Linked DNA regions of Mus musculus: regions 2, 3, 4, 5, 6 and 7 are each linked to region 1. Evidence: chromatin contacts called from public Hi-C, HiChIP or PLAC-seq and promoter capture Hi-C data. All regions are on one chromosome and are shown on one strand. Each heading gives the region's core, a stretch centred on a gene start, on an enhancer-like site or on the middle of the called end of the contact. The rest is flanking DNA. Distances are from core to core; before and after follow the strand shown.

The links. Promoter capture Hi-C pulls out the DNA fragments that hold promoters and counts their contacts. A called contact is a pair of places that touch in the nucleus more often than the background predicts. HiChIP or PLAC-seq counts read pairs in DNA pulled down with a chosen protein or histone mark.
Region 2: a contact with region 1 is called in a promoter capture Hi-C map of the HPC-7 cell line, with 10 times the contacts expected there. The contact joins the enhancer-like site here to the promoter of Akirin2 in region 1. A contact is called at or near these places in 12 of 39 promoter capture datasets (the 3T3-L1 cell line, the C10 cell line, the HPC-7 cell line and 6 more), 14 of 115 datasets of contacts at active chromatin or transcription factors (the 230-238 cell line, the NIH/3T3 cell line, acute myeloid leukemia and 9 more) and 2 of 9 other capture datasets (adipose tissue and pancreatic islet).
Region 3: a contact with region 1 is called in an H3K27ac HiChIP or PLAC-seq map of embryonic stem cells, with 13 times the contacts expected there. The contact joins the enhancer-like site here to the promoter of Akirin2 in region 1. A contact is called at or near these places in 14 of 39 promoter capture datasets (the 3T3-L1 cell line, 3T3-L1-derived adipocytes, the C10 cell line and 8 more), 1 of 15 datasets of contacts at CTCF or cohesin (large pre-B cells), 5 of 484 Hi-C or Micro-C datasets (B cells, CD4 T cells, liver and 2 more), 16 of 115 datasets of contacts at active chromatin or transcription factors (the 230-238 cell line, T-cell acute lymphoblastic leukemia, astrocytes and 9 more) and 2 of 9 other capture datasets (embryonic stem cells and macrophages).
Region 4: a contact with region 1 is called in a promoter capture Hi-C map of the HPC-7 cell line. The contact joins the enhancer-like site here to the promoter of Akirin2 in region 1. A contact is called at or near these places in 15 of 39 promoter capture datasets (the 3T3-L1 cell line, 3T3-L1-derived adipocytes, the C10 cell line and 11 more), 18 of 115 datasets of contacts at active chromatin or transcription factors (the 230-238 cell line, the SCID.adh cell line, acute myeloid leukemia and 13 more) and 1 of 9 other capture datasets (embryonic stem cells).
Region 5: a promoter capture Hi-C map of pre-B cells shows a contact between it and region 1, with 6 times the contacts expected there. The contact joins the enhancer-like site here to the promoter of Akirin2 in region 1. A contact is called at or near these places in 8 of 39 promoter capture datasets (the 3T3-L1 cell line, the C10 cell line, HPC-7-derived erythroid cells and 4 more) and 13 of 115 datasets of contacts at active chromatin or transcription factors (the 230-238 cell line, the NIH/3T3 cell line, the SCID.adh cell line and 8 more).
Region 6: a Hi-C map of Th1 cells shows a contact between it and region 1, with 5 times the contacts expected there. The contact joins the enhancer-like site here to the promoter of Akirin2 in region 1. A contact is called at or near these places in 6 of 39 promoter capture datasets (cranial neural crest, embryonic stem cells, liver and 2 more), 1 of 484 Hi-C or Micro-C datasets (Th1 cells) and 15 of 115 datasets of contacts at active chromatin or transcription factors (the 230-238 cell line, the NIH/3T3 cell line, the SCID.adh cell line and 12 more).
Region 7: a contact with region 1 is called in an H3K4me3 HiChIP or PLAC-seq map of stem cell-derived neural progenitor cells, with 5 times the contacts expected there. The contact joins the enhancer-like site here to the promoter of Akirin2 in region 1. A contact is called at or near these places in 10 of 39 promoter capture datasets (the HPC-7 cell line, cranial neural crest, embryonic stem cells and 5 more) and 9 of 115 datasets of contacts at active chromatin or transcription factors (the 230-238 cell line, astrocytes, differentiating embryonic stem cells and 5 more).

Annotation. Positions count from the first base shown.
Region 1 is chr4:34,549,019-34,552,003 of GRCm38.p6, reverse strand. Akirin2 (akirin 2) reads right to left here and starts at 1,389. Exons shown (of 5, transcript NM_001007589.3): 1 at 731-1,389. The coding sequence starts at 959.
Region 2 is chr4:33,336,737-33,339,721 of GRCm38.p6, reverse strand. Rngtt (RNA guanylyltransferase and 5'-phosphatase) reads right to left here. Exons shown (of 16, transcript NM_011884.3): 7 at 1,750-1,859; 8 at 630-731. Among named protein-coding and RNA genes, the nearest start is that of Rngtt, 28 kb to the right of the region's middle. Within about 2 kb of position 1,536, at least 102 of the 459 cell types and tissues checked have an H3K27ac peak or open chromatin away from gene starts, as enhancers often do. A contact at or near this core is called in the HPC-7 cell line, the NIH/3T3 cell line, differentiating embryonic stem cells and 2 more, where this site is marked.
Region 3 is chr4:33,376,251-33,379,235 of GRCm38.p6, reverse strand. All of the region lies in intron 11 of Rngtt (RNA guanylyltransferase and 5'-phosphatase), which reads right to left. Among named protein-coding and RNA genes, the nearest start is that of Mir8118, 60 kb to the left of the region's middle. Within about 2 kb of position 1,450, at least 19 of the 459 cell types and tissues checked have an H3K27ac peak or open chromatin away from gene starts, as enhancers often do. A contact at or near this core is called in differentiating embryonic stem cells and embryonic stem cells, where this site is marked.
Region 4 is chr4:33,418,344-33,421,328 of GRCm38.p6, reverse strand. The region is part of intron 13 of Rngtt (RNA guanylyltransferase and 5'-phosphatase); the gene reads right to left. Among named protein-coding and RNA genes, the nearest start is that of Mir8118, 18 kb to the left of the region's middle. Within about 2 kb of position 1,473, at least 5 of the 459 cell types and tissues checked have an H3K27ac peak or open chromatin away from gene starts, as enhancers often do. A contact at or near this core is called in the HPC-7 cell line, where this site is marked.
Region 5 is chr4:33,445,617-33,448,601 of GRCm38.p6, reverse strand. All of the region lies in intron 14 of Rngtt (RNA guanylyltransferase and 5'-phosphatase), which reads right to left. Among named protein-coding and RNA genes, the nearest start is that of Mir8118, 9.0 kb to the right of the region's middle. Within about 2 kb of position 1,516, at least 40 of the 459 cell types and tissues checked have an H3K27ac peak or open chromatin away from gene starts, as enhancers often do. A contact at or near this core is called in the NIH/3T3 cell line, the SCID.adh cell line, epiblast stem cells and 1 more, where this site is marked.
Region 6 is chr4:33,465,812-33,468,796 of GRCm38.p6, reverse strand. All of the region lies in intron 14 of Rngtt (RNA guanylyltransferase and 5'-phosphatase), which reads right to left. Among named protein-coding and RNA genes, the nearest start is that of Mir8118, 29 kb to the right of the region's middle. Within about 2 kb of position 1,561, at least 93 of the 459 cell types and tissues checked have an H3K27ac peak or open chromatin away from gene starts, as enhancers often do. A contact at or near this core is called in the NIH/3T3 cell line, Th1 cells, epiblast stem cells and 1 more, where this site is marked.
Region 7 is chr4:33,497,056-33,500,040 of GRCm38.p6, reverse strand. It overlaps Rngtt (RNA guanylyltransferase and 5'-phosphatase), which reads right to left. Exons shown (of 16, transcript NM_011884.3): 15 at 967-1,090. Among named protein-coding and RNA genes, the nearest start is that of Gm52726, 11 kb to the left of the region's middle. Within about 2 kb of position 1,385, at least 22 of the 459 cell types and tissues checked have an H3K27ac peak or open chromatin away from gene starts, as enhancers often do. A contact at or near this core is called in stem cell-derived neural progenitor cells, where this site is marked.

The DNA.
Region 1 (2,985 bases), core at 140-2,639:
AGTCTGAAGTCCACTGGAATCTTGATTTATTCGTTACTCTCGAGGCTAGGTTGTTTTCTCCCAACATACTTCATTGGGATAACTAAAGCATTTACAAATAAACTAGTCAGTCTCAATTTGAAGTACACCTTCCTTTTCATTAAAAGTTCAGGATCTCTTAAGGACTGGACGCATAGTGAGATCACATTACAGTACTCGGGAAGAACATTTGCTTTGTTGTTGACCCTGCTAGGGAAACAGGTCTTGACTCAGCCAAAGTGGCGTTCTTGTGGGTGATTAATGACAGGCCTACAACTCGCCCCAGTGACATCCATCCCCCTCCAAACCCCACCCCTTCTATACTAAAACCAGCCAAGTCTAAAATGGAGGAGGGGCTGCCTTCTCGCCTCAAACCACTCAGTCACTGAGTTAATAGCTGCAACCAATCGATTCAGCCCAAGAGACCCGGAGATTCGGGTGAAATGTGACCCTTCTCTCGCCTGACTTATGAATAATATCACCCTCTCTGATCATTTCCGCTGGGGCTCTACATAAGGAAACGATTCTAGGGATCTAGCCCCAAATGATCTGCCTCACAATGAGGGACCCCCACAATGCCGGCCAACCCGACTCGTACCCACCCAACCTGCCGACACCACCCCCACCTCGGTTCAGGCCCTTCCTTCCCTTTGTGTCCGCACCCAAGCTCCCGGCCGCAGCCCACCCCGGCAGCCCCGGGGCCGAGGCCCACCTGTGGTGAGCCGGGAAGAGACGTCGCCGAAGGGGGAAGGCTCCATCCGGAGATACTTCTGCGGCGAGGCGGCCGCGGCCGAGGCGGCGGCGGCGGCGGTGGCGGCGGCAGGGGAGGCGGCAGCCGAAGCCGGCGCCGACAAAGGCGCGCACCGCCTCCGCTTCGGAGATGCGGGGCTCAGCAGCGGGTCGAAATCCAGAGTCCTTTTCAGAGTGGCTCCGCACGCCATGGTGGCGGGCGGCCGAGGCTCGGCTCGGGCGGGGCCGGGAAGGACGGGGGCAAACGGGCCCTCCGAGGTGCCCGGTGGGTGTGGGGCCCGGGACGGCGGAGCCGCGACAGGGCAGGCGGGCGAGGCGCGAGGGTCGCGCCGCCGGCTCGGGGCCGCTCCCGAGAGGCCGGGCCGCCCCCGCCGTGCGCTCGGGCTGAGCGCGCCGGGGCTCCTGCGCGGAGACCCGCTCCCTTCGGAAGTGGACCCGGCCAGTGGCGCGACCCAGACGCGATCTCCGACACGCCGGTGCAGACGGAAGCTCGTGAGTGGCGGCCACGCGCGGGAGCTGCGAGGTAGCCCGGCCGTACAGAGCTAAGCAATGCACTCGACCCTCTCTTCTCCACGGAACAACTCTGCCACCCGCCGCCGGCCCCAATATGGCGTCAATAACAACGCCGCCGATTCAAATCCTGCGGCCCCAGGGCGCCTGCGCACCGGGGGCGGGCCCGCCAGAGTGCATTCTGGGATTTGTGGGGTTTCGTGAAGGGCAGGGATCGGCCTGAAAGGCGGTTACCCAGAAGTCACAGAAACTACGACTCCCGTCATCCAAGGCGCACGATCCCAAGTTCCGGGTTGGAATTTAAATACCCCCTCATAAGTAAGAGAGTTTAAAAAAAAAAAAAAAAAAAAAAGACCTAAGGAAGAGAAAGGAGAGCCTGTGAGACAGTGGGGAAGAGGAAGCGAACCCATTGGAAAAGCAAGCTAAGCACTTTAGAGACCCTGTGAAGATTTGGCATAGTGACTTAAACGGGATATAACAAAGAGCCAGTCTAATATTTGGAGAGAGATTAATTTAGCTGTCAGGAGCGCCAAAAAACCAAATCTGTCACATGGAGGAGATAGGAAATAATGAAAACACCAATTTGGGTCCTCGAGACAGAACGACAGTAATAATATCAGATTACAGGATCTTTGAAGTCTGTGCTTTGCGCTTCCCAGATAGGTACTTGTTTGCTTATTAAATTCTGCATAGCTGAAAAGGAGCACAAAGTCAATTGTTTACTATGAGCAGAGAGCGATCAACACCAGAAATTTGTTGAGTTTGGAAGGCTGGGTGGGGTCTAGGGAAAGGCAAGCAAATAAATGCCTAGGGAGCAGGACCCATCTTTATTAGCAAAGTGGGAAGAAATATTTCTAAAATTTGTTTTTTCATCAACTATCTAAAATAGGGATCGACTACAGCACTGATGAAGTAATTTATGTAGATACTTTATATCTTCTGCCTGTGGATGCTAGCTCTCCACCAAGATTATAAGTATTAATACGCCTAATGCTCACTCTTTTCTGCTTACTCAGAAATCAACATATGTGGCTGCTTTATAGTTGTTTTGGACAATACCTCTCTATATATCCATTTGTTTAGAATTGTTCACCACCACAAAGATCAGCTTTCTTGATCACACTGTATAAGCAACTCTGTCACACTTATTTTAATTTAGAATATAGTTCTTAGAAAGTATCTTTTGAGAAAGACCAGCATTCTATGAAACAGTCACTTAACTAAGACTTGTACTAAGGATGTGTTTATTAAATTATAAAAACTCCAGGAAATCTGTTATTGTGCTGAAACTGACTGGACGTTCATACTTTATGTAAGAGCAGAATAAGAAAAGTTCTTGACTTTTTTTTTTCCTTTGGAGATAAGATCTGATATCAAATTCACTGGGTAGCCAAAGATGACCTTGAACTTTTGACCCTCCCACCTCTACCTCCTGAGAACTAAGGTTAAGATGATTGGCGTGTGCCATCATACATCGTTTATATATTGCCAGGGGTCAATCAAGCACCCTAGCAACTAAACAGCAGCCTCTCCTTTTGTCCACTAAGATTTGACCACAGGTGGCACGGAAGGTAAAAGGGAGCCACAAGACAGGACATTGAGATTGTGTGGAAGAGGAGGAAGGGGTAATAGAGTATTTGTGACATGAAAGCAGAAGGTAACTGCCAGGGGAGAAAGGGTACACGGCCTGGAGGAATGAACAGAAAC
Region 2 (2,985 bases), core at 287-2,786, 1.2 Mb after region 1:
CATGAGACCCAAGATTCAATTCCTAGTACCACCAAAATTAGAAATAGTTTCTATGCTCTCCCAGAGGTCCTGAGTTTGACTCCCAGCAACCACAAGGTGGATCACAACCATCTGTAATGGGATCTGATGCCCTCCCTCTTCTGGTGTGTCTGCAGAGAGCAACAGTGTACTCACATACATAAAATAAATAAAAATAGTCCATATGGCTGAATTCCAGATCCACTCTTGCGGCTTTTTATACTGTGGCCTACATGTTCTTCCCATGCATGCAGTATAAACAGGTCTGATGGCTCATACCTTAACCCCTGCAATAGGACTGCTGCAGATTCAGAGTAGGTGAGGCTAGCCTAGGCTACAAAGAAATCCTTTCTCAAAAAGCTGTTAAAATTCATTTAGACGTATACAAAACTAACAGAAATCTGAAGCCAACTATTCAGCAGAACGAACTAAAACTGCTTATACAGCTTAGAATACCAATAAAATAAAAGCTATGTAATTTCTGAAACACATTTATTTTGCTGTTCAAGTCAGAAACTCAAGTCCTGAGGAACTCACTCTCCCTAATAATGCAATATTCATTCTTCAAGCATTAGTTATTTCTGTAATTATTTTTTAGTAGTGGAACTTACCGAGTGCCGTCTGCTTTCCAGCTTACTTTATAAGGCTTCTGCTCTAAAAGTCTAATATTTTGCTTGTCCATGGAGACAGGCTGTGCTCCAGGGAACCCAGACCTTAAAGAAAGAACATTAATTACTCTGTCATGGCTACAACTCATATAATGCAATCTTGTGTTAAACCAATCTCAAATGTCTCACATGTTGATCACAATGTTCTTCCTATCATGAGAGTAGTTTCAAATGGAGTAACATCAACTATCACAAAAGTTCTAACAGAAGACTATCATTCTCAGCCAGGAGTAGTGGTGCATACCATTAATCCTAACACTCAGGAAGGCAGAAGCAGGTAGATGTATGGATTCAAGGCCAGCCTGATCTACAGAGTGAGCTTCAAGACAGATACACAGTCTCAGGGGAAAAAAAGTTTAACAATTTCTTGACATTTTAAAATACAAGTTTACAATGGACTAAATTGCCACTGTTGTAATATAAATATTGGGCTAATTTAAGAATGTTATTATATAGGACTGGAGAGGGAACTCAGTGGCTAAATGCCTGTTATGTAAAAAGGAAGTGTTAGGGTTTCCAGCACCCATGTAAAAGCCAAGCCTGGAAGCAAGTGCTATAATCCCAGCAGTAGGAGAGGGGAAGGGGCCAGGGGTGCCCTCGGGTCTGGTACTGTTAAGGTAATTAAGCTAAAATTCAAGCTTTTCTCTGAAGTATGAGACACACCTGCCCCAGGCTGTGAAGTATAAAACACACCTGCTTTGCCCTTCAGGTCATGCGTACTAAATTTGAGGGGAAGCACAGTGCAAGCAGAGGTGGACACTGGGAGTCTTCCCCTGTTATTCTCCACTGGTAAGATCAGTCTGACATTAGTCAGCAGCAGCAGACACAAAGGGATCAAAGAAAAACTCTGCTGACAACAGCAGTGCTGCATTCTCCAGGAAGAGCTGAGTCATAGGACCCTGACTCAGCATGACCTTTACAGATTTCCTTGAAAAAACCTGAAATCCTCTTAAGCCCTCAATGTTCACACTAACTTTAAGAAGCAAAAATGCCCAATTAATGTCTGCATTAGCTGTGTTACACAAAGAATAAATTTTATTTAAAACTTGAAAATACTTCTTACCCTTCCCAGCCACAGAACTGATGACATTTCTGCTGCACCTCTCCTAACTTGGGTTGAGTTGTTACTTGAGTTACACCTTTAACAGTTATGCCTTCCAAGAAAATAGCTCCCTTTAAAGAAAAGAGGAAAAAATTACAATAAATATATAAGTGTGTATAAGTCTATACACACACATATAATTAGAGGACAAACATATTTACAAAGAAATAAATCAATTTATTCTCACAAACCTAAGAAGATTCATATTAAACAGAAACAATTTATTTTCACAAGCCTAGGAAAATTCATATTAAACAGAAACAGTCTGTCCACCTGCTGTACTAGTGACATCTATAACCTACCAGTTACAGAGGGGGCTCAGGCAAAGAGATTATAATTCTAAGGCTACCTTAGGCTATATAATAAGACCCAGTCTCAAAGCTAAAAAAAACAAATGGTGTACTCTAGGAAAGTCTATAAAATCTTCTAGGCTTGGGTTTTTATACTTTTTAAAACTAAAACATTAGTCTAAATGTATACTAAATTAGTTTCAGGTACAAAGGGCTACTGCCAGTAGTATCAATAAAACTATATAACAACTTTGGCTAATAAAGAGTAAGAAAATCTGGTCTACAAGTTGCAAAGTTCAACCTTCTGGCCAAGACTTGGCAAGCAAGGCACTTGGGAAGAGGAAGAAAAATATTACAAGTGATTTAGATAGATAGATAGATAGATAGATAGATAGATAGATAGATAGATAGATAGATAGACAGACAGACATCACTGTGTGGGAGCGGGGACTGAAGAGAAAGCCAACGGTTGAGAACACTGACTATTCTTGCAGAAGGACCCTGGTTTAATTCCAAGCAGCCACAGGGCAGCTCACAACTATCTGGAACTCCAGTCCCAGGGCATCCAACACCATTTCATACTCCCATGGACACAAGACATACAAGTGTTACACACACATACATGCAAGCAAAAGACATGCAAGTGTTACACATACATGCAAGCAAAACACTCATACACATAAAATAAATCTTTAAAAAGAAAACACACTTCTAGTATCAGCTGTGATGATACCTGTCATTCCAGCACTATGGTAGCTGAGGCAGGAAGTCCACAAGTTTAAGACCAGCCTGGGCTACACAGTAAGTTTGAGGCTAGCTAGGCTATATACTGACAGCCTATCTAAAAAGAACTTTTAAAAATCAGTTGTTTAATAAGGCTCTTTCTAGCATTAGAAACTAAATACCA
Region 3 (2,985 bases), core at 201-2,700, 1.2 Mb after region 1:
AACTCTGTGACCTTGGGTCCTAATGTGTGACTTCATCTTTGCTGGCCCCTCCTTCTCCACAGTGTACAGTCTCTCTAACGTGAAAGCAGAACATATCAGAGTCTGAACACGCTTATCTCCTTTAAGGTTAATATACGGTCTTGTTCTGCTCACTGTCAGACAGACTGAGGAGGGCAGAGGCAATAGATAGCAGTTTAAGTGGTTTACGGTTCAGGGCTCTGTTCTTTTTGCTCTTGGTCTTGGTTTTTGGAGGCAGGATCTCAAGTAGCCCAGATTGACCTCAAACTTCTATCGCCCTGCCTCCCTGTCACAGTGGCGAGATCACATGAGTGTTCCACACCCAGCTGAGTTTCAAGGCAGAAAGTTCTGGAGACAGACAGCTGGTGACGGTTGTACACTAACGCAAATGCACTTACTGTGACTAGACTAAATAGTTAACAAGATTAACAAGGCAAAGTTTACTGTAATGTTCTTAAAATTTCCCTCTGACTTTTCTTTGTTTTGTTTTGTTTCCCCTACATCAGCAAGTGAGCAGAGGTGGTAAACTCGAATTCCTGGAGCCATTACTATGCATTTTAGCCAAATTTTAGGACAGTTTAAAAATTCATACATTTTTCTTCAGTTCACTCTCAGATGAGGAAGAAATTTCACCTAAGTAAAACTTGATTATATATTAAACCTTTGACTCCTTATAAATAAAAATGAAAATAATCTCTGAAATACCATGAGTCAAGTATCTACTTACACTCATTCTGGACACTGAAAAACAGTATTACAATTTTGTTGAATACATATAACATATTCATCTTAGAGAAAATGAAATTCATTTTCATACTGATTAACACTAGGTACACAGACAGACAGACTGGCTGAGCCCAAATATTTATACATGATGGGAAAAGGTTAAAAGTAAATATATAACTTTGGTAATCCCTAAACTACCACACAGAAAGCTGTCCAATGTTCAGAACCTAAATAATGAACTTCTAGGAATTTAAGAATAAATTTTTAAAAATCAAAACAAACATTTTAAAGCATTTAGAACTAAGAACAAAATTATGGTAGAATGTTATGTGACAGATCACATTGAGAGAAAACTTTGGTGCATTAAATATCTAATTTAGAAATAAAAAGGCAGGGCAAGTGCTGTGTAAGTTTCTTGCAGACTGAAAGAAACATTCCACCCTGTAGGAAGTTCCTTAACCAGGGAGGTAAACAACTCAGAATAGTTTCACAAGTCCCAGAAACTGAGCAGATTCACTGCCCCTCCCTGCTACTCTAATGAAAGCCAAAATCCCTCACACAAAAGGAACCTAAGCTGCAAGGAAGGCTCTGAGAGGGAGAAAAACTGCAAAGACTGAGACCAGACCAGCTGCCTGGAACAAGCAGAGAGAGTGGAGCTGTCTAGAACAGGTTTAAACCAACTCAACCACTTAGAAAGAACATTCCCCAACCTGCTGAGCTGCCTGCAGGCTGTGCAGTATGCTCCAGGTTTCCCAGCTGTAAAGAGCTGCCTTCTATGTTGAGTGGGTGGGTTTAGTGAGACTGCTATCTTTTGCATCATTTCTGCTCCTGTAAGTAGCCCCTCACCCATATTTCCATGAGTAACCCCGGTAAAACTCATTGGTTCATTAAGTTAGACTTTGCTAGTATCCATACTTTGGTCTGATGTAGGCTCCCCATCTGGGGTGAATAGACATGTGTTATGTCTCCCCAAGAAAAGTTTTGTCACACAACAGGGAAAAGGAAAGGAAGGAGAGACAGCCAGGGCAACACACGCTTGTAGTCACAGCGCTTGGGATGCTGGGGTAGGAAGATGACAAGTTTGAGACCAGCCTAGGCTTCAGTGCAACTTCAAGGCTAGTCCATGATACCCAGTAATAAATCAACAGAAGATGGATGGACAGTCAGACGGACAGAAGGAGGCAGGCAGGGTAGCAGCATATTTATAATCCTACATGCTGGAAGGCTAAGCAGGAATATCACAAATTGGAGGCCAGCCTGGCTTACATGGTAAGATCCTTAGCAGAAAGGAGGAGAAAAGGAAGGCAGAAAAAAACTGGAGTCATGAATCAATGACCTCAATTTCTACTAGAAAATAAGAATTCCAACAAATTTAAGAACTGTGATTCTAAAAAACAACAGTCATTTGGGAAAACTAAGCAAGCTCAATGAGAATGATCTCTTTCCCTCATTTCTAGTCCTCATTCAAGAAAACAGCTGTGTACCTCACAGGATGATTTAAAAGGCAAATAAACAAAAAGTGATTTTTTTTTCTTTGAAACATCTCAGCAGTATCTTAAAGTACAAGTTATGACCAGGAAACAATAGGTTTTGCATTTTAAACGTTGATAGTAGGAATAGTCAGAAATAAGTTTTCAAAGTGACAGTATCAAATTGCAGAGAATGTCTCTGATGTGGCTCTTAGTGGAGTGCTTGCCCAGCAAGTGAGAAGGCTTGGTTCTCCCAACATTCAACCAGGCGTGGTCATCCATACCTATAAATCCTAGATCAGAAGTTCAATATCATCCTCAGTTATAGAGGGATTGAGGGCCAGTCTAGACTAGATAGATAATAGGTAGGTAGGCAGACAGGCAGACAGGTTATAAATGTATACCTATAAAGATTATATAGATTTTTTTTAAATAAAATAAAGTCACTCTAACAAAACTTCAAACTGGAGAAGACTGGTCCAAACAACAGAATGAAGATGCACACTAAGCATGGGTAGTCTTTGAAAGTAAGGCAGTACCCATAACAAGTACCAGAGTTAATGAGGAGACAAAAAAATGTTTTCAAGTTCAGATAATATTCTTCTAATAACTTAAATTTAAGGCACGATTTAAAGCTATTTTTAGAATTTTATTTCTATCATTATACTCCTAAGCAAAATGTCTCTATGGTTTTATACTGCATGTCCCTCTCTCTTACACAGCTGTATGTAAGTGAAACCTACTCGTGAGACATCATGATAGCCTAATGTAA
Region 4 (2,985 bases), core at 224-2,723, 1.1 Mb after region 1:
GCTTACTCCTGCATGCAGGTGGTCCTCTTACCTGTACCATATATGCATGAAGCATTTGCACACACATACAAAAATCTAAAATTTTTTGAATGTTACAAACATGGTAGATAGTCATCCAAAAAAATACCAAAAAAATATGTTCAATGTCAATGGTCTAAATACATCAATAAAAGAAAGACTGAATTAGAAAAAAAAAAAAATCAAGACTTATAACACTGTCTTTAAAAGAAATCACTTTAGCCAGGCAGTGTAGTGAATGCCTTTAAACCCAGCACACAGGAGGCAGAGACAGGAGGATCTCTGAGCTTAATGCCAACTTGTTCTTCTTAATAAGTTTTAAAACAGCCACCGTTACAGAGAAACTCTGTCTCAAAAAAAATCAAAAACCAAACCCCACCAAACCAAGACAGGGAGAAGATGAAAGCATTTTAAATATAAGATGCAAATAAATTAAAAATAAAAGGATAGGGCCACAAAATGGCATAGGGTGAAAGATTGTAAGGGCAGGCTTAATGATCCTCGCCTTTAGCTCGGCACCCATGAGCAGAGGCAAGTGGATCTCTGTGAGTCTATCTATCCTAATCCACATTGAGTTCCAGTACTGCCAGGGTTACAGAGAGAAAACCTGTCTCAAACAAACAAACAAACAAACATGTGTTGTACACGTTTGGCAAATTATGGTCAATCCCCAGAACTGGAGAAAACACACTCCATAAAAATTGTCCTCTGACCTGCATATGGTACATACATGTGCTCACGCACAGACAGACAGACAGACAGAAAGACTGTAGCTCTTGATGGGTCAACATAAAAACTAGCCAGTATACAGTGAGTAGAGGAAAATTTATAGCATTGAAATAATTTTTTGAAAATAACTAAAATTATTAAGTTTCCATCTTAGAACATTCTGGAGGTTAAATATGTCTTTAACCAATCAGAAGAAATAACAATTTCAACAGAAATTATAATGAAAGTATTAAGAGAAACAAGTCTACCATAATAAATGAAAGAAAAGTCATCACTACTGATCCCAAGGACAAAGAGATAATAAATGAATGTTGCTGGGCCCAAAACACGGCTAGGTCAATAAAGGTGCTTGCTGTACAAGCCAGGCTACCTTAGCTTGACCCCCAGAAACCATATAGAGATGGAAGGAGAAAATTATTTCCACAAAGTTGGCCCCTGATCTTAGACAAGACAGACAGACAGACACTAATTTTTAAAAGTTAATTAAGAATACTATAAAGGAAATGCAACTCAAACCCACAATTAGGAATTATTTCACCCACAAAGAATGGTTATCATCAACAACCCTAAAATTGATGAGGATATGGAAAAGGGGGAAACTCCTGTACATTGTTGGTAGAAATTTAGTTAGTAATATAGCCATAAAGGAAAACAGCATCAAGGCTGCTCTACAAAGTAAAAAGCAGAAGTAATACATGATGCAGCAATCCCATAAGTAAGTATATAATCAAAGGAAATGAATCATAGTATGTTGAACAGAGATCTGTCATTACATGCTCCCAGTGCAGCTCTGTTAATAACAGCTAAGAAATGGAGACAACCTAAACCTACATCAGCTGATGCATAAAGAAAGCGTGGTACATATGCAAATGAGATGCCATCCTGCCACTAATAAAAATGAAATCCCAGAGCTTCTCTCAACACTAATAGAAACAAAAATCACTATGCTAAGTAAAATAAACTAAGGACAAAAAGATAATATCACAAGATCTTACTCACAAATGCAATCTTAAAAAGTTGATCTTCTAGAAGTTGAGCTGGGCATGACCGTGCATGCCTAAAATCCCGGTACTTGGGACGCAGAGGCAGGAGAATTACTGTGAGTCTAAGGCCATGCTGGATTATATAGCTCAGGCCAGCTTGGGCTAAAGAGTAAAATCCTATGTCATAAGATTAAGAAATTGAGGGCTTAAGCAATGGCACCTGAAGATGTACGGCTGCCCATCAGATTCTGTTCCCAGGACACATGTAAACAGAGGAGGAGAGAACCTACTCCACAAAGTTGTCAACTGACTCCCAGACATGCGGCAAGACACATGCATGCACATGTCATCTGCATATTTATCCACTAATAATAAATAAAAAAAAATTTTTACAAAGATGTCATGCATAAGACACCTATTCTTTTTTTTTTTTTCTGTTTTTTTTTTTTCCCCCCCGAGACAGGGTTTCTCTGTATAGCCCTGGCTGTCCTGGAACTCACTTTGTAGACCAGGCTGGCCTCGAACTCAGAAATCCGCCTGCCTCTGCCTCCCAAGTGCTGGGATTAAAGGCGTGAGCCACCACGCCCAGCAATAAAAATTTTAAAGTAAAAAAAAAAGTTGAGAATAGAATCATGGTTAATAGAAGCTGAAGAAGGCTAGAAGGAGGGAGATATTAGGGAAAGCTGGCACGGGGTACTAAGTAATACAGTACTAAAAATACATCCTAGTGTTTTATTGCACAGTGAGGTATTACAGACAATAGTAATATATTACAGGTTTAAAAAAGCTAGGTAGGACAAAGGATTCTGAATGCTTTGATCATAAAATTAATGTCTGATGAAGCAGATAAGCTTACTCAGATTTGAACACATGAATCTATACATGGTCTGAAGTATCACATAATACCCCTAAATTATGAAAAACTTTATCAACTGAAAAACAGGTAGCATGTAAGTTTCCTTCTCTCCTTACATTCAAACAGCAGGGTGAGAAGAGAAACTATGAACTCCTGACTCCAAGTGAAATGGAGAAGTCTTTTAAAAAATTCAAGGATGTGGACAGAAAGGAACCCTTAGAGGAGCATGTGTGTGTGTGTGTGTGTGTGTGTGTGTGTGTGTGTGTGTACACATACACATACACACACACACATATATGTATACACATATAAATGTAATATACATGTATAATACATATATTACATTTGTTCTCTTGACTCCCAGATATCCATGCACATACCACTGCATATATATCCACT
Region 5 (2,985 bases), core at 267-2,766, 1.1 Mb after region 1:
CAACTAGGTGAGTATGTCTCTGCAATTTAATTGATACATAGGCCATTTGGATTATACTTCCTACTAAAATTTATCCTTCTCAGACCTCTGATGGCATTTAAGGCAAGGAAAAATGTAGATTTATCAGTTTAACAGCAGCAGGCAATCAGCTCCTTCCTAGAGGCTGAAGCTACCTTCCTTGTAAGTTCATTTCATATGTAACAATCAGGCTTTGCTTTTTCCTAGAGCTACTAGATCTTCTGCTGAGAAAGGCAGACAGGTTTGCCTTGCTAGCAGACTTTATAGTAAAGACTAAACAAGTTTCAAAAGTAATTTTTTTTACTATTCCTTTATTTAAAAGAACTTGCTTTGCAATGACTGCTCTCAATAATAATTACTTGTGTCTCGGATAAACAACTAGATGAAATTAAAAGGCTTTACATATATTTAAGTTCTGAGGCCCTAAGAAAGTGTTATAAGGCATGTAAAGGTCTGAGGACGTCAAAGTGTAAGTAATTCTGAGTGTCTAAGAAACTGTTTTAAGGTATGTAATACAAGTTGTAGAAGCATAAGAAAGACTTAAGTAATAAGAATGTTTCAGATTTCCTCCCTCCTCTTTATGCTATTGTTATATTAAGGTTTCTAAATGTCAGAGTTTTAGCCTTGATCAGTGAAGTTTGGTAAGCTGGTAAGCACTACTACTACTATCAATCACAAGCTCAAGATTTCACTTTTCCTTTTGTTACCTTCAAAGTACAGACTTAAAAGAGCTTCTCCAGGGCTGGAGAGATGGTGCAGTGGTTAAGAGCACTCACTGACTGCTTTTCCAAGAGGTCCTGAGTTCAATTCCCAGCAACCCCATGGTGGCTCACACCATCTGTAATGGGGATCTGATGCCCTCTTCTGACGTGTCTGAAGACAGAGACAGTGTACTTACATACATGAAATAAATAAATAAATAAATCTTTTAAAAAGTGCTTCTCCTCAAGCTAAAAACACCTCTGTCCAATCCATACAAATCCAACTCTCTGGACAGAGAAAGGAATTTCCATGCTTTTTAAGTCAGGACATAGCTTTTGCTATGACACAAAGGCACGAGTCTACTCCAGCTGTTTTACAGAGACACCTGTTAGCTGCTTTCTCCACACTGTAGATTTTAGTACAGGTTACAAACAGTGGTAATGCTATTATAGCTAGAACTTTTATTTCTTTGTAAACTAAAAAATGTATGTAAGCTTCAAGGAGTTGAGGAAACCATACAAGTTGGAACCACCTCTCACAGGTCAAACAGACTCCAGATAAGTACAGGCTAAGTTTCCTACCTTCCCTACCTGCTCGCTCCTGGGGGGGTGATTGTGCAAGCCTCCCCTCCTTGGGACACCTCCCTCCTCCAACTACAAGGACTATCGGCCTGAAAGTTCCAAATGTAAGACTTTCCTTTATATTCCTAAACTAACTTCTGTGCCCAGTCTATATCCATCTCAGCAGATTTCCACTTGGCTGACAGACACCATGCAGAAAACAGCTGCTGACCACAAACTGTTCCACATGGATGCCAGGATGTATGCCTGCCCCAACTGGGCAAAGGCAGGAAGAACAAGGGCATGTCTAATCGTGGAACTAACAGTTTGTAGCCATTCTACGGTAATTCCTGAGTATAGACCTGACCAGTATCTGTCACCCTGGCCAGCATTTAATAAAGCTTACTTCAAATTTGGCTCAAAAATTTATGGTAGTGGTCTTACTCTTAACCAGTGGGATTAACAAAACATTAACAAAGTTACAATAACAAATAAAAAGAAAAAGTTCAAATCTTCCCTTTTATTGCTGCCTTGCTATTTTTTTTTCCATTGCCCTCCCTCTCTGGTGTGTATTTAATGTGTATGTGGGGCAGGAGAGACACACACGTTCAAATATGGAAGTATGCTCTCCTATGTGCCATAGCACACATATGAAGGTAGAGGTGTCACTTTCCACACATGGTGCCTATGTTTGCAGTTGAGTACTCTGCCTCTCATCTCGCCATGAGCACTGGATTATACACAACCTAGCATACCCAGCTTTCTGTGGTGCTGCAGATCCAAACTCAGGGCCCTCACACTCACACAGGAAGTGTTTCACCTGCTGAGTCATCTCCCAGCCCCATTTTTTCTTTCATTTCTTACAACAATGCTAACTAGAATTACTCACCTCTTACAAATGATTTCACTATTTATGTGTCTAGGTACCCACAGAGGCCAGAAGAGAGGCTGGATCTGCTGCAGCCAGAGGCATAGCTAGTTACGAGCTGCCCGAGTGCTAGGAACCACACTCTAGTCCTCTGCAATCTCTCAAGCCCACTTGATCAATTCTTAACTAATATTGTTATGGAAACAGTTTTGACAAAAGACTGAATGCTCCCTTCAGGATAGGAAGATGTCCAAGGATATCTGCTCTAAACATTACTGTTCAGCTTGGCGTTATAGACTGCAGTCAGAACAATGAAGACACTGCAGTGAAATGCACCCAAGATCAGACAAGGATAGCCTTTTTCAGTGGATCACATAATTACGTAGAGAAATGCTATAAAATCTACAAAAATCACTATAAGAACCAATAATTGACTGTAATAATACTATAGAATTCAAAGTCAACATGTTTAAAATCATCTTTTGTACATTAGCAATAAACATTCAGAAACTGAAATAAAAATACTTTTATAATAGTATCAAAAATATAAAATACAGATGCTTATGCATTGTAAAACTATGCAAGATCACCAAAACAAGAAAATATCACTGGGAGACATTAAAGCTGGATTAAATAGAGAGATGCATCTTGCTTGGTGAACTAAATGACCCTATATTATTAAAATCTACCTGCCTTTCTTCCTCTCCTGGGAAGCAAATCCAGCAACTCATATCACAATACTGTTAAAATTTCAATTTTATTCAAATCTATCTATAGAGTCAACATAATCCAAACAGAATCCAAATAAGCCCTTTTTATACAAATTGATGAAATAAT
Region 6 (2,985 bases), core at 312-2,811, 1.1 Mb after region 1:
TGATACCATCTCTGGGCTGGTAGGCTTGGGTTCTATAAGAGAGCAGGCTAAGCAAGCCAGGGGAAGCAAGCCAGTAAAGAGCATCCCTCCATGGCCTCTGCATCAGCTTCTGCTTCCTGACCTGCTTGAGTTCCAGTCCTGACTTCCTTTGGTGATGAACAGCAGTATGGAAGTGTAAGCTGAATAAACCCTTTCCTCCCTACTTGCTTCTTGGTCATGTTTGTGCAGGAATACAAACCCTGACTAGGACAGTATGTGAAGGGGATTCTGGCTGTGTCATGTAACACAGGCACACATGGTGTTTTGTTGAGGACTTGATGTTTGGAGAGAGTACACATAGAACTCAACAGACAGTGAAGGCTCGCTTGCACTGAGCTAGCTGTGCAACCATTAGTAGGTCCCATGCCTTTGCTGCTCTTCACTTTATTGAGAGAGGCACAGCAGAGAACTTCTCCTGGCTTTTAGGCTAGATCGTGACACTGCTGCTGATTCATGCCTGGTATCCTGACGACAGAGATTGGAATTGCCCCAATGAACTACTTCTAAACAGATCCACATCCCCTTGTCCTATTTACCATCTTTTCTCCCCTTCCTTTGGACAGGGGGTTAGAAGAAGGATTGAAGACATTGAGAACCCTTATTAAAAGTAGTTTTTAAAAATTTAAGCCTACAGGTATCAGTTGTGAGCTTTAACTATTGAATTTTACTTAGGATTTCCGTTATTTCGGAGAAAGGTAACTTCTAAAAATGCCTGGGGCTGGATCCAATAGTCTGGGACAGTTCATCAGTAACAGTGCAGTCCCATACAAGAGTACTTCCATTTCTTGTAGCTCCATCACTCTAGACATCTCCACTTAGTAACATCTGATGATACCATGTGCACTCCACTCCATTCATCCTTTTGCTAAGCCATCATCACTATGGGAACAGTAGTGCTTACAGCCTTTTGTATTGTCCTATCACCCTGTGCTATGCAACCAACCCACTCATTCTGAAACTTAAAGAACATCTGTTCCTTCTCTCTGCAACTCTTCTGTACTTCACTTTGCAGCTAAAACCAATAGTGAGTCATCAAACTAACTCCAAGAAACACTGGTGGAAAAACATTAAAACGTTTTAATTTCAACTGTGTTCATACTCAACTTTCAGCTAAAAAATGTGAAACTCTTTCACTGTACCAACCATAATTGACGTACCTTGTTGAAAGAAAATTCTGCAAATGGGATTAACTTCTGTTTTATGAACTAATTAATACTCAAATACACAGGGTATTTATTTATACATCTAATTTCCTACCAGCTGATTTTCAAAAAACTGAAATGCAATTCTAAACTGTTAAAACCTATGATAGCTTTGACATTAAGAGACAATTAAGGGTGTTGGAAACAGGAAACTGCAAGGCCAGGTTATGTTTAGATGACAACACGGCACTAATGTGGATATCAGGGATGAGTCAGCTAGAACACAGCTGGGACTGGACATGGGGTCTATGAGTCAGCATAAAATAGCTGATACCTGATGTCCAGGGAACCCCAAAGTAAAGAGTGATGTAATGTTATATAACTATTCTTGGCAGAGTGCCACATTTGTGTGATTCCCTATAAATGTGGCTTGAGGTCAGAGGGCAGAGACCTTTTCTGCTTTTGCCAGCCTTCTTGTGTGTGTTTATCTGCAGGCCTGTGTGTGTGCCTATGTCTGCCTGTGTGCCTGCCAACCAGCCTATACATTGGTGAATACCGTGGGTCTTATCTGCTCTCTTCACCTCACATAATCTTCAACCTCCAAATGTTCAGTGACCTTCCTCCTTTGCTGGCACTGAAATGCAGATCTCATTCATACCTAACACATTGAGCAGGATACAACTGTAGTGCAAAAACAAAACAAAACAACCAACCGAAACCCCCAAAACAAAACAACAAAACCCAAGCAGTGAACTGGACTCCTCAGCATTGGGAGAAGAGCAGAGGGACTGCTGAGAAAGGAAACTGCTGTTTCGACTGAAAGCTTTCTTGACAAGCTTGACTGTGAGATGACTCTGATGACTCTGAGAGCTTCAAGCTGAACGAGAAACTGAGAGCTGAGTATGTGATTTAGAGCGCGACTTCACTCACACCTTTGATCAAGAGAAATAACACATGAAGTTCAGGAGCACTGGCTTTTCAGCGCTGACGGTGAGGGAGATGAAGTTAGCCTCTATTACCACCTACCCTTTAAGCAGTGCCTCCTTGTCCCAAGACCACTAAATGGAGAGTCACTAATGGGTGATGAATGGAGTAAAGCAACATGCACATGGTATGTGGATCATCAGATATTACTAAGTGGAGATGAGATGTCTAGAGTGATGGAGCTATACGAAATGGAAGTACTCTTGTATGGGACTGCACTGTTACTAATGAACTGTGTCAGACTAAATGGAAAATCATTAATCACCAACTAACCAGCTGGTATAGGTTGATGATGGTGAACTACCAGAGACTGAATAAAGGAAATTCCTACATGGACTTAATACAGATAGTCCAAGAGTAAAAATGCACAAGTCAGTTAATAAATCAGTCTCTCAAGAATGACAGACAGACAGACCCAGACACCCAGACACACACCCAGACACACACCCAGACACACACCCAGACCCAGACCCAGACCCAGACCCACACACACAGTGCCAGGCTCTCCCACAGGTCATTTGAGAAGCACTGTATGTCCTGTGTTAAAACAATAGACCTCAGTGCTCAGAGCTGCAGTGTGCTCCCCCATGGCCTATTACTTGGCAAGGCTACCATAGGCGGGGCTCGCAGCACTCTCCAAATGTAAACAAGTGTTTTGGACCTCAGCAAGTAGGGATCCATGGCTGAGAATATCCTAGGGGTGGGGCCAATATGTCCAGTTAGTAAGGGACCCGAGAACACCAGAGACCTCTTGTTGAGCTCATTATTCATTGGTTCCCCAACCCCAACTCCCAATATACAAAGGGTATTGCCCCTTGTT
Region 7 (2,985 bases), core at 136-2,635, 1.1 Mb after region 1:
CATACTTCATGAAAATCTGTATTTAATTAAAACTTCTATGCAGGAAAGTATACTACAGTTTTTAAGTCATTCTGTCAGAAAGATGGCCATTCTGTGAAATACAACAATAATAGCCAATGCCACTATAGAATAGGAAGTTTTCATGGTAGCTTCCATCCATATTGTTATTTTAATCATTTAGGTGAAGAACATATAATAAAATAGCCTAATAAACAAAACATCTTTTCTTGAGTAATCAAAAAAAAAAAACCAATTTTCTCATTTTATGATATTTTATTTGTTTGTTTTGGGAAAGAGGGAGAAAAGAATGGAATGAACTCATCTTGTCTGAGCATAGATGTTACTTCCAAAAAAGGTCCCTGAATGTGAAACAGTATCTTTTAAAATGAAAGAGTGAACTGGCTGCCTCTCTCCTCTTCCTGCTTCTCAGGATCCTGATCGCCACCAGCAGTGGACACTGGACAAGTGAGCCGCCGCCCACTGCACTGATCTAGCCTTTTATAAACCGCCTCTACTGTCAGTACATCTGAAACATGGAGATGACTCCAAGGCATTCACACCACAGCCAAAGAGCATTCTGAAGGATAGCAGGGCAGTTCTTATGTTTTACAGTTTTCATTTACTTTCTCTCCATTGTTTGTAAAGTTATTTTAGGAGCTAGAAATTACATTTTTCCCTTGCTAATTCTGCTTCTTACCCATCTGGCAAACAATTGTTTTAATAGTTTTGAATAGAACAGAAATTATCATGGCTTTTTTTTTTTTTTAACAATTCATTAAGTTAATCTAGTATGCAACCATCACCCTTCCCTCTTTTGCCCTTTCGGGCACACAGGGCAGCTCTTTAGCAACTAACAAGGTCCAGGCCTGACTACCTAACCCATTATTCAGGACAGCATCAACAGGACATGTGGTCTTTGACGACATAATTTTCTGAACTTACTGTATTGGTCACTCTCATACTCACCCATGGCTGTGTTGTAGGCATTTGGGAAACTTTTGTCTATCCTCTGTCTCATGAAGACCCAGCTATTGTTCTCAAATTTGCATTCTATAATTTTGTTGTCATACTGTTTTAGTTCTTTTGTCACCTGTTTTAAAAGAGAATTGATGAAAATATTTTAAATCATTTGAAAGGCTTTTTGCTTCTACTATGTGACAGACACATTAGGAAATGCCAAAAACACCTCAGTAATTCTTCAAGCGGAGCTCTTTGTCATCTGAAGTGTCTAATCAAGCCTGAAGATATGGTGCACACTCCCAGTACACATGCTCATGTATCTGACACTTCAGAGTTGTGAAAATGGCTGTCAATATATAGCAATTAAAAGAAGCTAAGCAGAAAGCAGCCACTTCTGGGCCAAATGCAAATATGTTACCATGGGGACAATGCCTTCAATCCTGTCTGTGTTTCTGTGGCTTTCAGACAATGAGTTCACTGCTTAGGGTTCACCAACTTTCAGAAAGATCTCATCATGTAGATTCCTATGCCACCCCCACCCCCCATTATCTTTATTATAGGTAAAAAGCTACATAAAAATAAATACTAGGATCGAATCAGTCAGTTTTTAAATCCAAACTTACTCCTCGGGCTATTTTCCCCTTTCATTCTTGCAGAGAGTATAGATTTAGAAAGGAAACTATGCTGACTTTAGCTGGTGTGTTTCTTGGCTTCTTTACCTCAGATGATTGAATATGGATTACAACATACTCTATCAAAGCCACCAAGTATCCATGGTAACTATGGTACGTCTGAGAAGATATTCCATCAGGCTAGGAGGATGGTTTTCATAAAAGGAACCTAAAGCTTATCTCTGCACTTTTCCAATCAAATGCCAGTCATGGTAATATTTGAATTCTGTCTTCATCCTTCAGAACTAACAACACACACTCTCTTACAATATGGTAGATTGTAATCACTAAACTTCATTAGCATTATTTGAAATGCTCTCATTTTCTGCCCACATATTCACTACCACCTAGGAAGATGAAGAGATGCAAATTTTTAGAAGCTGCTTTCAATTTAGATTAGTCAGGGTGTGTCTTCATAAAAACTTTCCAATTGTCTTTCCTCTAGATGAATATTGCATTTGATTGGATGGATCATTTGCATTTTCAACAGGTCTAATAACTGGTCCAAAACCAAGGTCTACAGGCCCAGGCTCTGTAAACTTAACCCCTCTACAGATGCTCTCTGTACTGCCTGCTCTAGTTGATATATATATATATAAAATGTATATATATATATATATACACACACATATATACATATATATGTATACATATATATATTCAGAATATCCATATATATTTATATATATCAGCATGTCCCCAAATTCCTGATTTTTCAGTTTTAATTTTCCATGTACTATGAGATCATAGGTATATGCTATTAAATCTATCTTGAGGCGGGTTGGGGGGGACGCTATTTTGCTAGTTCCTGTGATCTACTTGTCTGTGTCAGTGATCAAGTGTGCTATTTAAAGCACTGGAGCTTTGCAATAGAGGCCAGGGGTGTGAGGCCTGCGACTTTGCTATTTGTCAGCTAAGTGAATTCCTTAAGAGTCCATGTGAATGCTAGCACAGCTTTTTCTACTTCTACAAAAGACACTGTTAGGGTTTTGTTCCGTTTATGCAGGATCTCAAGACTGCTGTTAAGTTCTATGGATATTCTGATAACATTCTCTCCTGAGCCATGACTACTCAAAAGCTTTCCATTTATTTCTATCTTCTTTTATTTCTTTTAACAAGAAACTCTGCTTATGATTTTAAGCAACTTTACAAGCAAACTCACTAAAGGAATCATGCTGACACCAAAAGGCACACTCTGAAAAACAGCTGTCAGCAAAAGCACATGTTCGGCATTTCAGAAGCTAGTTACTGGCTAGCAACCGGAAGTTAAGTGTCATAAAGCTCATCACTCTTGTGTTCTCAGTTTCAGACTTAAGCAGTATTATTATCTAGCTGCTATAGCTGCTTGGCCAAA